Linked DNA regions of Rattus norvegicus: region 1 is linked to region 2. The links are chromatin contacts, called in public Hi-C maps. All regions are on one chromosome and are shown on one strand. The core of a region is the stretch at or near the end of the contact, and the rest is flanking DNA. Distances in the headings are between cores, read along the strand shown.

What was found. A called contact is a pair of places that touch in the nucleus more often than the background predicts.
Region 1: a contact with region 2 is called in a Hi-C map of liver, with 5 times the contacts expected there. The contact joins two enhancer-like sites. A contact is called at or near these places in 6 of 12 Hi-C or Micro-C datasets (the A7r5 cell line, frontal cortex, kidney and 2 more).

What each region holds. Positions count from the first base shown.
Region 1 is chr17:57,991,106-57,995,469 of GRCr8, reverse strand. LOC120097757 (a long non-coding RNA gene) reads right to left here. Exons shown (of 2, transcript XR_010059477.1): 2 at 1-4,364. Among named protein-coding and RNA genes, the nearest start is that of Mtpap, 43 kb to the left of the region's middle. Within about 2 kb of position 2,604, at least 3 of the 93 cell types and tissues checked have an H3K27ac peak or open chromatin away from gene starts, as enhancers often do.
Region 2 is chr17:57,929,487-57,934,328 of GRCr8, reverse strand. No RefSeq gene overlaps it. Among named protein-coding and RNA genes, the nearest start is that of Mtpap, 100 kb to the left of the region's middle. Within about 2 kb of position 3,083, at least 39 of the 93 cell types and tissues checked have an H3K27ac peak or open chromatin away from gene starts, as enhancers often do.

The sequences.
Region 1 (4,364 bases), core at 1,355-3,854, 62 kb before region 2:
CACAAAGAGAGTTTCACTGGGCCTGGCTTGAGCTCTAAAGCCTCGAAGTCCACCTCCTGAGGAGCACTTTCCCCAACACGGCCACACCCCCTAACAGTGCCACTGCCTATGAGCCCATGGGGGCCATTTTCATTCAAACCAGCACATGTTGGCAAGAAGATCAAGAAGTTTTCTGATGTCTTTTCTTTTCAGAAGACATCAGTCCAACTGAATTAATATTCTACCATATGACTTCATTTAACTTTACCTCCTTAACAAGTCATCTTGGGAGTTAGAATTTGAGTATGTAAATTGACAGGAAAATCACAGTTCCATTCATAGCAGAGGATCTTTAAAATGCTACCATTGGGTCAAGCTTATTCCCTATTTAAGCCCACCCCCATTATTATTCTGAGATGAATCCGAACTCCTGATTAACATACAAAGGTCCACTTTATCTAGCGTTATTCTGTAACACAATTCTAGGGCCCATGGTTCCCATCAGTACAGTAAAAACACTGATGGTGGAGGCTATCGTTAATTCCAACTTGAGGGTTCTAATAAGTAGGTAGGTACCTGTTCTCCTAAGACTGGTTCAGATGTCCAGATGGGCAGCAAGACACACACACACACACACACACACACACACACACACACACACACACACACACACACACACTCACACACAGAGGCAGAGGGGCACAGAAGAGTTTATTGTGTAACTGAGGCCTCCCAGGCAGGACACCGGCTGGGTCTTTACTGTGGCCAGGAGGTGGGACTGGCAGGCTGTTTTATAATTTGGATCTTGAGTGGCCCCCAAAGCCCAGCATGCCGAAGGCTCAGTCCCATCCCTGACCACAGTAGGAGGCTGTGGAAACGGTAGGTGGGACCCAGGAGAAGGAGGCTAGCTCATTGAAGATACCCTAGAAGGTGGATTGGCCTTACTTCCCCTGTGCAGGGGGCAGTCCTTTACTCCATGCTTCTGCCATGCTGTGCTATGCAGCACCCCAGCCTACAAAGCCGAGGAAGCAGTGGCTGATTCACAGCAAAGCTTCCCCCTTACGTCACGGTCGGGTTTTGTCACAGTGATGGAGAGCTAATGTATGGCGAGAAGCTTACGTGGCTTTTAGAGTCTACCAGCACGGCAAAAGTAGCATTCAAGGAGAAAGGCTGAGGCTTGAAAGCTCTTGGCAGTCAAAATTTAAAAATGGAATCAGCTTTCTTATCGATTCCCTCTTTCAGTTGCTGCTCTTATCGTGATGGAACACATAACAAAAGCAACCTAAGGAGGCTTTGTTCAGTTCTCAGCGACATCATGGCGGAGACATCATGGCGGGCAGGAGCTTGATCTGCTCCCTGCGTCTGCTGTCAGGAGCCGAGAGATGCATGCTGATGCTTAGCTCGCTTGCTCCTTTTCGCTCAGCTTAGGATTCCAGTATACGAAATGGTGCTCCCCACAGTTAGGGAAGGTTTTCCTACTTCAATTAGCTCCCCCAACAGATGCACTCAGAGGTTTGTGTCCATGGTCATTCTAAAGCCCATCACACTTACAGTCTAAGTTAATCCTCTCACTGCCCAATCTTGTTTGTCAAGAGATCTTGACTAGTTTTGCCCCTTTGTTCTTTCATACCATTTTAAGGATCAGCATGTTAAGGTCTATAACAAGCCATTTTTAGACATGTTCTTATCTTATGTGTGTGGAGATCAAAGGACGACTTGGGGAAGCTGGTTTTCTTCTGCCAGTATGTGGGGCTGGAAAGTCAAACAGGTTGTTAGGCTTTGCCTGCTAAGCCATATTCCTGGCCATATTAATATTTTAGCACTATATTTTTTTATAATAGAGAACCATTAAAAATAGTACATGCTAAAACAGGCAGCATGACACACAAGTCCCGGGAGGAGCTGGCAAGAAAATAGCACAGAGGCTCCAGACCTGTACCTCAAACCTTTCAATTGATTACAGAATGGACTGAATCTGCTGCTTCAGATGAGGCTGACAGGCCAGGCCACAGACAGGCCTGAAGTCTCACAGGTCCACCGCAGGGGACATTGTTGTTGTCTGTAACAGCTGATGGTGCAGAATGACTCCAGGACTTTGTGTCTGGACTAACAGAGCATTCAGAGTTGCCTGTGGGGGTCGGTGGTCTGCTTTTCTTCTTTCCCCAGACCCCGTGGTTCCATGACTGCTGAGTGGAGTCCAGTGGGTACCTGTGCAGGTTAGGTTAAGATTTACATGGGCCTTAGTTATGGCTGTGGTCCAGGCTGCACTGGATTGAGGAATCTGACATCTCTAGGATATTGAGTCTTTCTATCCAAGGATAGCTTATTATCTAGCCTAACTTTGTTTATTCTTTAATACAAAACAAAAGCTAAGAAAAATAATTTTCTCTCTTCAGGGCTTCAAAAAGGTTTATTTATAGGTATGTTACATTTTCATCATATTTGTAAAGTCCTTGTATATGAAACTACATTTTCAATTTTTGAGTTGAAATTTGGTTTTGAAATTCTGTTACTTGGAGATTTGATCGACTTTGCTATGCACCAGGCACACTACAAAGGCAGTTTGATACCCAGCTCACTCTCTAGGCCTGCAGCTCTCAAGTGGTCCACAGAAGGCATGGCATTGGCCGGCATCTGGTTTTACTTGTAGTTTCAGGGATGGAGGGTGGCTTGCCCTATTGTGAGGGCTGTGTCCTTTGTGGCTTTTATGTTCAGGTTAACATTTCCTTGTTTTCTGGGTGCTTAATCTTGATCATATGAAAATATGTTTATAAAGTTTTAAGTATTAGCCAGAGGACATAGCCCTGAGATTAATCTCAACTTGGATATGGTGCAATATTATTCATGCATCTGATACCATAAAGTCTAAAACTTTTTTTTACATTTAGAGAGGAAGAGAGAGAGAGAGAGAGAGAGAGAGAGAGAGAGAGAGAGAGAGAGATGTGAATACATGCACATATGAATGGCATGTCTGCAGAGAACAACTTTGGGAAATTTGTCCTCTCTATCTGACGTATGGGTTTCAGACATTGAATTTGGGTGGTCAGGCTTGGGGATAAGCCTTTATCTACTGAGCCATCTCAATAGCTCCCAAACTCAAAACAAACCTTTTAAATACTTTGTGGCTTTCTAAAAGTTTCAGATTTAGAACACTTTATATTTCAAATTTGATAATTATGGATACTTAACTGATAGAGTCTATGCTGTTATCACATTGTATATAAATGGTATTTATTCTAGAAATATGACATTTTACATTTTAAAGTCAGAGTAAAACAGAGAAATGAATTATGCATCCATCCACCTACTCATTATGAAAGCTCTCAGTTAGCGGACTAGAAGGAATATAATCTGAGAAGTGCTGTGTGTGACAAGCCCCAAGCACAGCTAACATTTGGCACAGAAATACCGAGTCTCTTTCTTAGATCAGACTAAGACCAGGATGTCTGCTCTTAGCTCTTCTGTAGACTGTGACCCCTGAAGTTCTAGCCAAGGAACTTAGGCAAGAAAAGAAAAGCTTGGAAACTGAGAAAACACTGCTTTAAACATTAAATATGGAAGAGATTTCTAAACTCAAGATTTTTTATCAAGTGTAGCCCAGTTTTGCTAGATGAATAGCTCCCGAGGTAGGGGCATGTAGAAAGAACAAGGAAATTAGAGTGGTGTGTGTGAGCCCAGAGATAACTGATGCTTGGAGACCTGGCTGGGGAAGCTGCCTTCTGCAATGGGCAGCAGTTAATGTAGAAACTCATAACTGGCCAAAGTGCTGAGAATAAGTGAGTGTTGAGAGCTCAGTCCTGAACAGGAGACACTTCCTTCAGGCTCAGGAAACACCCTGGACAAAAGGGCAGGAAGAACGTAAGAGCCTGGGCTGTCTCTAGTCCCATGGAGCTATTGGCAGCTAATGGTTGCTGGGGTCTTAGGGGTGCTGTTTTCTTCAGTGGTGTGGCCACTGGTAAATTTATAATACCCCATACCCATGCTTATGTAAGCACCCCTTACTAAACTTAGGTGGGGACACGAGTGGATGGCACAGTGGAAAATCACTTGCTGTGCAAGAGTGACTATTGGGAGTTCGGATTTCCAGAGCTCATTAAAAGACACGTAAATGACAATCAGGCATTGCGACTCACTTTATAATTTCAACACCCAGGAGACTGCGACACAAATCCCTGAGGCAAGCTAGCTAGCTGGGCCAACCAAATCAGTAAGCTCTAGGTTCAAGAGAGAGACTCAGCTCCAATATGTAAGGTGAACAGGTAAGGAAGACTCTGCTATCAAGCTCTATTCTCTACACATATGTGGGTGTACCCCATGATGTGTGCATCCCATACACATGAAAACATGCATATATACACAATGGCACAATATGCACTCATATGCAA
Region 2 (4,842 bases), core at 1,834-4,333:
TGTTTTTAGCTGCAGGTAACAAACTTCCAACTCACAATTATCCAAATAATCCAGCAATTCCACTCTGAGCTAAATACCCCAGAGACATGAAAAATATGACTATGTAAAACCATGCACATGAATATTCATGAGGTCTTTGTTTATGACAATAAAATATTCAGCAACTAATGAACAAATGAGCAAAATATGGTATAGACACATGGTGGAACATCTTACATTTAGTAAAAAGGAGCAAAGAATTGATGATACGATATGCATGGACTTCAAAAACATTAGGCAACAACCCAGGAAAGACCAGTGCACTGTGACTCCACCTTGGAGTATGGACAGTCCCATGGAAAGAGAAATGTGTGGGTTTCAGGGCCACAGTGAATTGGTGGATGTATGATATGGTTTGATATAGCATGCCACTCGTGGGCTCTTGTTTGAACTTGGTCAGTCTCCCCAGCTGTTACACTGTTTGGAAGTTTGCAGAACCTTCAGGGTGGAGCCTAATGGAGGGAGTGGGCTTTGTTGAGGTCTTCCAGCTCAGTCCGCTACCTACCACTCTCTGCTTCTGAACCATCGGTACAATGTGACCAACTGCTGCAGCTCCTGTCTCAACTGCCTTCTCTACCACAGGGCTGTACTCCTTAAACTTGAGCCAAGGCAAACCCTCCCTCCTTTAAGTTGCTTTTGTCAGATGCTCCTTCTCAGTAAGGAGGGGTAACTGACACAGGCCTGAGAGCTAAAAGGTTTCTTGGCAGGTGGTAGAAATGTTGAAAAGCAATTTCTGGGTATGATGGTACGATTCAAAAAATCGTCCAAATGCCACGTGGTTCTCTGTGAATGGGTAAATTATGGAGGAAATGATTGTTTCATAATTAAATTGTCACCCAAACCCCTTAAGTGATAACGGAGATTGTTCCTTCCGTTCTAGGAACTGAGGAATGGGTTAACAATGGATGAGTGTCTTCAAGGATCCTCTCTGCTTCTGCCTTTTCCTTCTCATTAGCTGCCCTCCTGGTTGTACCTCACTGGCATCATCTTTAGAAGCCCTGAAGAGAGATAAGGGAGAGCTCCATTAAGATGTACTTTTGTTGTTGTATTGAAGCAAGGCCCAGGCCCGCCTTGAAATCACAATCTTCATGCTCTTGAGCACTGGGGTCCCAGACATCATCACCATCTCCAGGAAGAGTTTCATTTGTATGCCCCTGGCCATCCCCAATTTAAGAGAAATCTTTCGTGGTAGTTGCCAAGCTAATCTGTCATCTCATTGATGAGTCAGGGTCTCTCACGAAACATCATGACGAAGGTCTAGGTCCACCACAATTTGTTCAACGCTCCAGGATCAAACAAGGTGCCTCAGGCAGAGAGGCAAAGCCTAGAACGTAGCTTAGGCTCTTCAGAGTGAAGACAGGTAGCATGCCTGCCAGGCGGGCAGCCTCCACAGCCACAGAGCTTAAAGAATTCTCTTAAAGAAATCAGTCTTGACGTTGTTTACTTATTTACCCACTTACCTTTCTTGAGGCAGAATTGTGCTAGATAGCCAAGGTCTGTCATGAACGCCTGGTCTTCTTGCGTCTCCTTCTTTCATGCTAGGGTTATAGAAGTGCACCACCAAGTCTAAAGTTTTAGTTCGCTCATCTATTTTAGGGTGAGTTTGAGATTATACCCATCTACCTTCATCCTTTTATCTGCTCCCCTGACTTCCTGTCTATATTGATGTACACGAGTGAATATGTACACACATGCATGCATATGCACACATGCACACACACGGACTTTAAATGCCTATACTTCCAGTATCTTATAACTAAGGAATATGAGATTTTACATTTAATTATTTTACTTTAATTAGGTTGACTTTCTATTTGCTTGTTTTGGGGTTTTTTGAGATGGAGTCATGTAGCCCAGGCTGGCCTTAAACTCACTTTGTAGCTAAGAATGAACGGCCTTAGACTCTGGATGCTCCTAACTGCTAAGATTATTAGTATTAATGCCATTGGATCGGTTCCATTTTTATTGGATTATTTTTAATTATTTTATTTATTAATTTATTTAATGTGTGTGTGTGTGTGTGTGTGTGTGTGTGTGTGTGTGTGTATAGTAGGCATTTATTCGTCATGGTTCATATGTGGAGGTCAGAGGACATCAGGAGTCAGTTCCTTCTTACCATGAGTTTCAGAGAGTCAGTTCAGGCTGTCAGAATTGTGTAGCAAACCTTTCTCTTTCAGCATAGTCTCTCTGGCAAACCAGAGTTTACCCAACTCTGCCCAGGGTGAAAGTGTCTGATGGGAATAGGTCTGCAGGAGCGAGACTCTCCTGAAGGCTTGGAGGGAGGGCACACCCTCAATCTTGGCCTCACCTACCTCTCCTGTTTCCAGTGTAGATGTTGGCAGCTGGTACACACGAACCGCCCCGGTCACATGTGGTTGTGTTTAACGATACAGAACTTTGAACCAACCTCAAGCTGCGCCTGTGAGGGGATCAAAGTCAACACTCAAATGTATTTTATAAACGGTGAACTTTGGTGAAGAAACAAAACTCATTTAAGCCGAAGCCAAGGGGCGTGCTATGTTTTGACTGATGCCAAAAACAAAGGGAGAAGATTGGTTCCCCTGCGCGTTCTTTGGACTCTTTTAAAAAAGAGCCTGTTTATTAAAGTCTGCACTTTTAAATAAACACAGAGAACTCTCGTGCTCTCTTTGTAAACACGTTTGAGTCCTTTGAAGGCAAGAATAAGGAGTGTGACAGAGATGCCTCTCCTGGGCTCTGGGTTGAGTTAACTGACTCTTGCTGTCTTTAAAACGCACAGAGGGTTTTAGAACTGACTCCACTAGGTGGAGGGAGAGGGAAGCCGCTCAGGTCCTAGTGGCTTTACTCAGTCAGGTCTCTCTGCTTCCTCTGGAGCACCACACAGTCAGGGCATGGTCTGAAGCCCTCCTGCTGCTGAGAAGCACCTGCCCGCCGGGCCCCTGGCAGTGGTAACTTCCTAAGCTACCTCTGGGGCAGGGGAGAGGCACACATTCACTTCTAGGCCATCATCTGTCTGTCCATGCTCAGCACCAAGCTTCTGACCACCCGATATGGACACAGCCAAAGACTGACTCACACCAAGCCAGCCAACCCCCGGCACCAGTGCTCTATCTACCCCTCCAGAACCATTCCTTCCTGGGCCTGGCTGTTAACAGACTTTACATCAGTAAACATTTACAAGCAGCAGTTTCCCCTCTCTGGGAGAACTCTTGTTGCTTTTTGAAATGTGTCCTGGCCCCATGTGGTAGAGATATGGGCTTCCATGTTCTCTGTTCCCCAGCAGGCAGTGGTCCTCTGGGTTATTTTGGTCACTTCCTTTGAACGGTTCCTTCCTTGAATTGTTCGCATGGCATTGTATGATTCACAGAGCCGGCTTCATTTCCCCTCTCGGGCAGCTGGGAAAATCAGGCTCCCGTTCTGTTTTCTTTGTTAACTGAGGCTGCACCTGGCCAGGCAGGGCCGGCTGAGTTGGGTCTCAGTGTCCAGATCTTGCAGTTATTACAGCTGTGTCTTGGTAGGATGAAGAGACACTGGAGAGAGGCTGGGCTGCTGGGCCGCTCTATGGGGGAAAGCCTAGGTCTACTGGGGCTGCCAGAGTTTGGGGACTTCGGTGGGCATTGTGACAACTCCTAAGGCAGTACTTGTCCAAATGAAGTAATGGGGTTTGAAGAGAAGACGAAATGGTGCCATGTAAGGTGGCTGGACACTCAGCAGGTGATCTGGCCAGGCCCACAGGAGTGACAGGAAGGACCGAGGGCCTGCCAGCCCCTCCCCTTGACCTGGCAAGTGGCCCTAGGTTGGTCACTGCCACCGAGCAGAATCGAGAAGCTCACCCTCTTTACAGCTTAGTCCTTAAGCAGACACAGACCTAGCTGCACATTCTCTCTGGGATTCCTGGTTTCTCAAGGTTCTCAACCATCCAGCCAGGCTGTGAATCCTCCTCAGGGTGGCAGCACACATCCAGTCAAGTGAATCAGCTTCACGAATTGATTAGAGTCCATCAATAAACAATGTGGACAATGCCAGAAGTTGGGGGCCTTGCTCATTGGGGTAAGAGGCCTCACTAAGTGCCATGGCTTGAGAAAAGTAACTCACCTCTCCACGCCCCAGTTTTCTTATGTGTACAATGGAGGTAATAATAGTGCTTCCTACTTCTTACTTCTTTCTTTTGTTTGGAGAATGGAGTTGGTGAACATACAGGACATACATGTTTGAATAATACTCATTGCAAGGTGACCCCTAGCTAAATGTGCATTGTTTATAGAACTGTACATAACTTGCTGTCTTTCCTCTCTACTGCGTGGCCCGATCACTGAACTGAAATACCTACCTTGTGACTACAGTCACATGAGTGGCCACTAGGACCCACGGAATGGCAAATGGCTCATTTAGTTCCTGCTCACCTTTAACCCATCGGAACTGGACTTGCCGAATGGTTTAAGCACCTAGATGAGTTAACTGTAACTCCAAAGACAAAAAACATTGTATTTTAAATTCCTAGATTTCCCAATCTGCTCCAGATGATCTCGATTGGTTCATTCATACACAACGATCATACTCAGATGGTCTAATGAGCACACAGCATCTTCAACCAGCTCCACTGGGTTTTATCTCAAAAATGAGGAGAGGCTGGAGATATGGCTCAGCCGTTCAGAGCACTGGCTCCTCTTCCAAAGGATCCTGGTTGGATTTCCAGGGCCTCCATGGCAATCCACAAACATCTGTGATTCTACTTCAAGGGAGTCCATGCCTTTTTCTGGCCTCTGAGGATGCCAGGTGTGCCACGTGCAGGCATACATGTAGGCAAGACACATAAATATAAAT